2 separate regions of the Ovis aries genome follow, and region 2 is linked to region 1. A link is a contact called in public Hi-C data. All regions are on one chromosome and are shown on one strand. Each heading gives the region's core, a stretch centred on a gene start, on an enhancer-like site or on the middle of the called end of the contact. The rest is flanking DNA. Distances are from core to core; before and after follow the strand shown.

What was found. Hi-C and Micro-C count contacts between places; a contact is called where the count stands out from the background.
Region 2: a contact with region 1 is called in a Hi-C map of liver, with 2.5 times the contacts expected there. The contact joins the promoter of LOC132659133 here to the promoter of UBXN4 in region 1. A contact is called at or near these places in 2 of 16 Hi-C or Micro-C datasets (blood and liver).

The regions. Positions count from the first base shown.
Region 1 is chr2:175,085,267-175,088,462 of ARS-UI_Ramb_v3.0, forward strand. UBXN4 (UBX domain protein 4) reads right to left here and starts at 1,524. Exons shown (of 12, transcript XM_060410068.1): 1 at 1,310-1,524. The coding sequence starts at 1,391.
Region 2 is chr2:175,835,511-175,838,706 of ARS-UI_Ramb_v3.0, forward strand. It overlaps LOC132659133 (craniofacial development protein 2-like), which reads left to right and starts at 1,665. Exons shown (of 3, transcript XM_060408828.1): 1 at 1,665-1,816. CCNT2 (cyclin T2) reads right to left here and starts at 1,576. Exons shown (of 10, transcript XM_012139105.5): 1 at 1,392-1,576; 2 at 530-611. The coding sequence starts at 1,549.

The sequences.
Region 1 (3,196 bases), core at 274-2,773:
CCGGGGCATGTGGGATCTTCCACTATCAGGGACTGAACTTGTGTCTCCTGCATTGGCAGGCAGGTTCTCTACCACTGAGCCACCTGGGAAGCCCTTTCTTTTCTTTTTAATCCACTTATTTTCTTATAGGTTTACAGCAGTTACTTATTATGTGAAATATAACTCTAAAAAAACAGCATAAAAGAATCTGAACTACTCCACCTCTTCTAATTAACAGCAATGAGTTAAAATTTTACCATAATTTAAAACAATTCAAAATTTCAAATTTAATGTTGTGAAACTCATATTTCAGCAACTTGCTTTTCACTACAGTGCATAAAGTTACGGGTTATTACCGAGCCTTCCAAGCCATAGTTAATAATGAACAAACCGTTATTAAACACAAATAGTTGAAATAATGCACCTCAAATTAACAGTAGTCGCAAATACTAATTCGGTTCAGGTAATGAGGATCAGCAAAACGTCACAGAGGCACAAGTGTACTGCAGATCTAGAAGACTGCACTAATAAAATACGGAGCAAACTAACCCAGAGCAACACAGAATAGATGAGTTAGTACACATTCTAAAACTGTATCTATGATACTAGGAAGACAATAAAAAGAATCAATGTTTGTGTGTCTACTTCTAAATAAACGGTTAAAAGACACTCCACTTGCAAATTATTGCATATGAGATCCTTCACTCCGATGGCATTAAAAAAAAATCCGATTTATATAGACCTCAAAGGTTTACGTTTCAGGAAAACACGAAAGCCAGTAACAGTGAAACATCAGGTGGTTTCTCTTTGTTGATTACCGATGACACAGCTTTCTTCCTGAAAGTCCACAACTAATTACAAGCAAAACTGCCTGTCTTAGGGCCCGTCTCTCGCCTCACCTACAGACTAACTATACGGGAGTTAAAGTCTCTCCAAGTGGGTCTCTCCAAGTGGAGCACTCCGTCTGGGGCGCCAGGAGGCGACGGTGGGGTCTGCCGGTCCAACTCCGCAGGCGGAGCGGAGTCAGGCTCGACCGCGAGCAGGGCGGCTAGGGCCTGCTCGACCCGTCCCCTCGCCCCGCACCGGGGAGACAGCGGGGCTCGGCGCGCTTTGGGGGCGAGGACGGGACCGTGCCTCCCGCAGGGGGGCCGGGAAAAGCGAGCGGTGGGGGTCAGGCCAGGTGTACTCCAAACGGACGGGGCAGGCGCTGAGACGCCAGGGACTGGCAGCCGGGCCTCTCGGGGCCCGGAGGAAAGGCTGGGGGCCCCTGGGGTTGGAGGTAGGCCGGAGGGGGTGTCCGTGCCACATCTCGGGCCCTCGCCTCCTTCACCTGCCACGAACACCACGAAGACCGCGCCGCTCCTCTTGGCCGACGCGATGGCGGCCGGAATGGCGCCCTGGAACCACAGCATCGCTGCCCTCGGGCCGAGGCGCTCGCTCGGTGTGTTGTCGCCGCGGTCCCGGAGTTGGCCCCGCCCTCTCCGTCGCCTAGCTCCGGGGGCCCCGCAGCCCCAGCCGGTCCGCACCCCGCCTCCGGCTCCGCACAGGAGCGCAAGCCCGTCAGCGGCCCATTGAACGCGCAGGCGAGGCGCACCCCGAGACACGTGACGCTACACGTCAGCGTAAGCGCCACGCCCCTGTGCCTTGTCTCGTTGGCAAGTCGGAGTGTGCGCGCGCACGCGAGGCCGCAAGGCGCTGCAGTCTCGGAAATAGGAAGAGGCGTAGGGAAGAATGACTAATCGCTAAATGGCGTCGGTGGCGCCTTCGCGATGCATGACGGGAATTGTAGTCTTGGCTTGGTCCCTTTAATATTCTTCGGTTCAGTTCAGTTCAGGCACTCAGTCGTGTCCGACTCTTTGCGACCCCATGAATCGGAGCACGCCAGGCCTTCCTGTCCATCACCAACTCCCGGAGTTCACTCAGACTCACGTCCATCGAATCAGTGATGCCATCCAGCCATCTCATCCTCTGTCATCCCCTTCTCCTCCTGCCCCCAATACCTCCCAGCATCTTTTCCAATGAGTCAACTCTTCACATGAGGTGGCCAAAGTACTGGAGTTTCAGCTTTAGCATCATTCCTTCCAAAGAAATCCCAGGGTTGATCTTCAGAATGGACTGGTTGGATCTCCTTGCAGTCCAAGGGACTCTCAAGAGTCTTCTCCAACACCACAGTTCAAAAGCATGAATTCTCAGCTTTCTTCACAGGCTAACTCTCACATCCATACGTGACCACTGGAAAAACCATAGCCTTGACTAGATGGACCTTTGTTGGCAAAGTAATGTTTCTGCTTTTCAATATGTTATCTAGGTTGTTCATAATTTTCTTCCAAGGAGTAAGCGTCTTTTAATTTCATGGCTGCAGTCACCATCTGCAGTGATTTTGAAGCCCCCCAAAATAAAGTCTGACAATGTTAATATTTTAGGAAATGTTAATTGTGGTTTGCCGGTACGGCTAAGGGGGCGACCGTGAGATCCGCTTCACAGTCTACGAAGAGAAGGAGAAATGGTGCTACTCATCGGAAGATGCCCTTCTTTTTGAGAACTTAAATAAGAGGAAATCATCCTCGCCCCGGATGGAACTCTATGCGACGATGTAATTCTCTATTATGATTAGTGGCTATTGTGGATGGGTGTCTCTCGGTATGAAACTTAATGGGGTTTGTAGGGATTTACTACAAGGCTTTGGTTTCTACTGAACTTAATTTATCAGCTCGACCTTGAAGAAGAGAAATACAACAGTCACCTTCTGTAATAATATACAGTGCGTGTACCTGAGGGGAGGTTTTGGTTGAACGCAGACCTTGAGTAAGGTCGTTGGTTAGAGATCACTACAAAGGACTGGAAGAAACACAAGCTGGAATCAAGATTGCCGGGAGAAATATCAATAACCTCAGATATGCAGATGACACCACCCTTATGGCAGGAAACGAAGAGGAATAAAAAGCCTCTTGATGAAAGTGAAAGAGGAAAGTGAAAAAGTTGGCTTAAAGCTCAACATTCAGAAAACGAAGATCATGGCATCTAGTCCCATCACTTCATGGGAAATAGATGGGGAAACAGTGGAAACAGTGTCAGACTTTATTTTTTTGGGCTCCCAAATCACTGCAGATGGTGGCTGCAGCCATGAAATTAAAAGACGCTTACTCCTTGGAAGAAAATTATGAACAACCTAGATAACATATTGAAAAGCAGAAACATTACTTTGCCAACAAAGGTC
Region 2 (3,196 bases), core at 415-2,914, 750 kb after region 1:
AAATAACGTTTGAAAACTTAAATTGTGTTAACAAACGAAATACTTTTTCTAAAAAGCAAAATAGTTCTCTCAAAGGATTCTTACAAAACAACGCTGCAATTACACTAAGCCCAATTCCCACTATTTGAAACAATATGCGTCCAGATGACCGCGTCTCCCCATCACATTGTACATTACTACCTGAAATTGTTTAAACGTGGAACATAAAACTTAAATTCATACAAATGTAATAAACACTCTTTGAGAAAATAAATGCTTCTGATTTATCTCTCAGCTCAAAAGAGCCGGCAGAGCCTGACACAGAGCCTGGCAGCTTGTCATCCCAAATTAAAAAACTAACAAACCAACGAACCAGAAACCGCGCATTTGAAGCAAAATGTTCATCAAGCCATTCACCTTCACTGTTAACTTGGAACACTAAATACGGTAGTAAAATCCACGACCAACTCCTTTCTACGTATCGATTGTACCTTAAAATTTGGTTGCAGCAAAAACAAACAATAAAATAGTGCAATAAAATAGTACTTACGTATCTACTGAATTTGGTGAAAGAATGGTGCATGTAAAACCTGTGCATATAAACAATCGCAGTGTTTATTGTAAGCTGAGAGCTGGAACGTAACATTTAGGAAATACTGGAGAAAAACAAGATCTCTTTCCAAAACAATTTTGAAGGAAAATATCCGATCTACGGTCCTTTTCCAACGCCACCCGTTCACTCAAAACCAATCCCCAAACTGTAATAATAAGTAAATAAATAAATACCCACAGGATGGTGGGGTGGGGGCTGGCGGTTATAAAAGGCTCCAGACCGAAATGGTAATACTAACAGTAACAACAAATGCCGAGCATTTCGCTCTAATATTGAAATTAAGCGAGCCCAGGAAGGATTGATCAATGGCTATGGCTGACTAAACCCCAAATCAGAGTTAAAACAGGCGAGCGCACACCCATACAAAACCTTGTCAATATAAAGACCTCCCGTGCGCTCCCCAGGTACGAGAAAACCGCCATCAAATTTGCTGAGAGCTAGTTCGCAAGCCCTTCTCGGACGAGAAGTCGAAGCAACCGCCTTTTTTCTGCCATAATCCCTAAAAGTCCCCTCTCGTCTGGGCGGCACTCCCATCCCCCGCCGCCACCACGCGCGGCCCCAAACAGATTACACAACGCAGCCTCCCGGCCCGCATTCCCGGTCTCCCCTCCTCCTCCACCTCTCCGCCGGTCGCTCGCGGCCTTCCGAACCCGAACCTGCCTTCCCTTACGGCACGGCCGAGGCCCAGCAAAGGCCGAGGCGACGGCGCCATGTTCGCGCGGCACCAGGCCCGGCGACCGGGCGAGTAGTGAGAGGGACAGGGCGTGAGCGGCGGAAGGCCAAGAATAAGAAAGGATACACATTGAGACGCTGTCCCATTTCCTGGATGAGGTTGGCCGCCTGCTGGCGGTACGAGAGCTCTTTATCCGCCTCCACTCCGCAGCGACGGCTCGGCGTGTTCTCCAGCTGTTCCCGAGTAAAGAACCAGCGAGAAGAAGCTCCACGGCCCGACGCCATGACACTTCCTCCTCCGCCCGCTCCCTCACCCACCCCCCGCCCCTCCGGGCTCGCGGACTCCCCGCCAAGGCCGCGCGACCCCGCCCCACTCCGCTCGCCGTAGACCAGGCACCGCCTCTTTTCACCTCCGTCGCCGTGCGTGCGCGTGCGCGGGGACCGCTCTATCGGCTCGTCCAGCCTTTTGCTTTCTCTTTCCTGCCTCCATCCTCGCTCTCGCGCACGGGACCACAATGCTCCGCGCCCCTTGTCATTTGGAGGCGCCCAGAGGTGGGGGTCGGCTGGAAGGAAAAGGTCGGCGCAGTGCATGCCGGGTCTAGGATTGGCTGGGCTAAGGGCGTGGTGGAGAGGAAGGGAGAGACTGGTTTCGGGTCGGGTGACGGGAGAGGCGGGCACGCGGCTGCGCCCTGTGTCCTGGGCGTGAACTCTCAAATCCCGGCGATGCTGGAATCTGGAGTCTGGCAGCGCTTAAAAAAAACCCACAAAACCTTTCTGTGTCGCAGTCGTTCGGCACATCCTCTATTTTTCACAGCATCGGTCTGCGCAATATCGTAGGCTCCCTACTTTCAAGTGGTAGGTGGACAGCCTTAGCTCAACGGGTGGCTCTGGCAGGGACCTACCTGAGAAAGGGTGCAGAAGAAATGACGCTCCACGTTTGTGCTGCACTTCAGTGCTTTTCCTCTACATTATCTTGTTTGAATTCCACGACTACGCAGGCTGAGGGTTTAATTGCCTGCCAAAGGTTATCCAGTTAGCAATCAGAGTATCTTGATTTCCAAACTAGGTTTCCAGTCCGTTTCGGTAGTGGTTTTTTAAAATCTGTGATTTTAAAGAGAAGTTTGAAGAGAAGCAGATGTTGTAAAAACAGCTGAGGAAAAAAGTTATCAGTGTTAAATATGGTAACACTATTCATTAACCCTTTCTCCTGTCCCTGCAAGAAAATTCCGCAGAGCTCCACCCTGGGAGTGGGTGCGTCTCTGGCTTTGACCCAAAGCCTACTGTGTGTGAATAATTTTCTAAGTTTTAAATTTTTGTTGTTAAGTCCTGTCCGACTTTGGCGACCTCTTGAACGGTAACCCCACGAGGCTCCTATTTGCCAAAGATTAGAGCACGGGAAGACATACTTCTAAAGGCAACTGGTACTTTCATTGAGTTCTTGATTAAATCTCCAGGCTTTTGTCATCGTTTTGGGGCTCCGATGCTCAGTGTACTGATCTATCTTGGCTTTGCCGGCCCCCTGTCACACATAGTATTGAGGTATTTTGGTAGTCACCTGGCGTGAACGGTTGTCTAAATAACTTACTTTCTTACCTACCTTGCTTAGAAGTTCCAGGGCAGATTGACTGAAAGCAACACTTAAAAAGTGTGTACCTTGAACGCTCATTCGTGATAAAAGCTCTAACAAACTAGGAATGTAAGAGAACTTTTGCAACTTAGTCAAGTTGATACAGCCTTAGAGCTAGCATCATACTTAATGGTGAGAAACTTTCCAACTAAAGCATGACTCCCATCTCATCACTCCTTTCAAAGTTGTCCTAGATAGAAGTCTTGTAAGAAAAGGAAATCAAAGTAAGCAGATCAGGAAGAAAGAAAGAAAACTGACTTTGTTCCTAGTAGCATAATTGTTCATGTAGAAAATCTTAAAGAGTA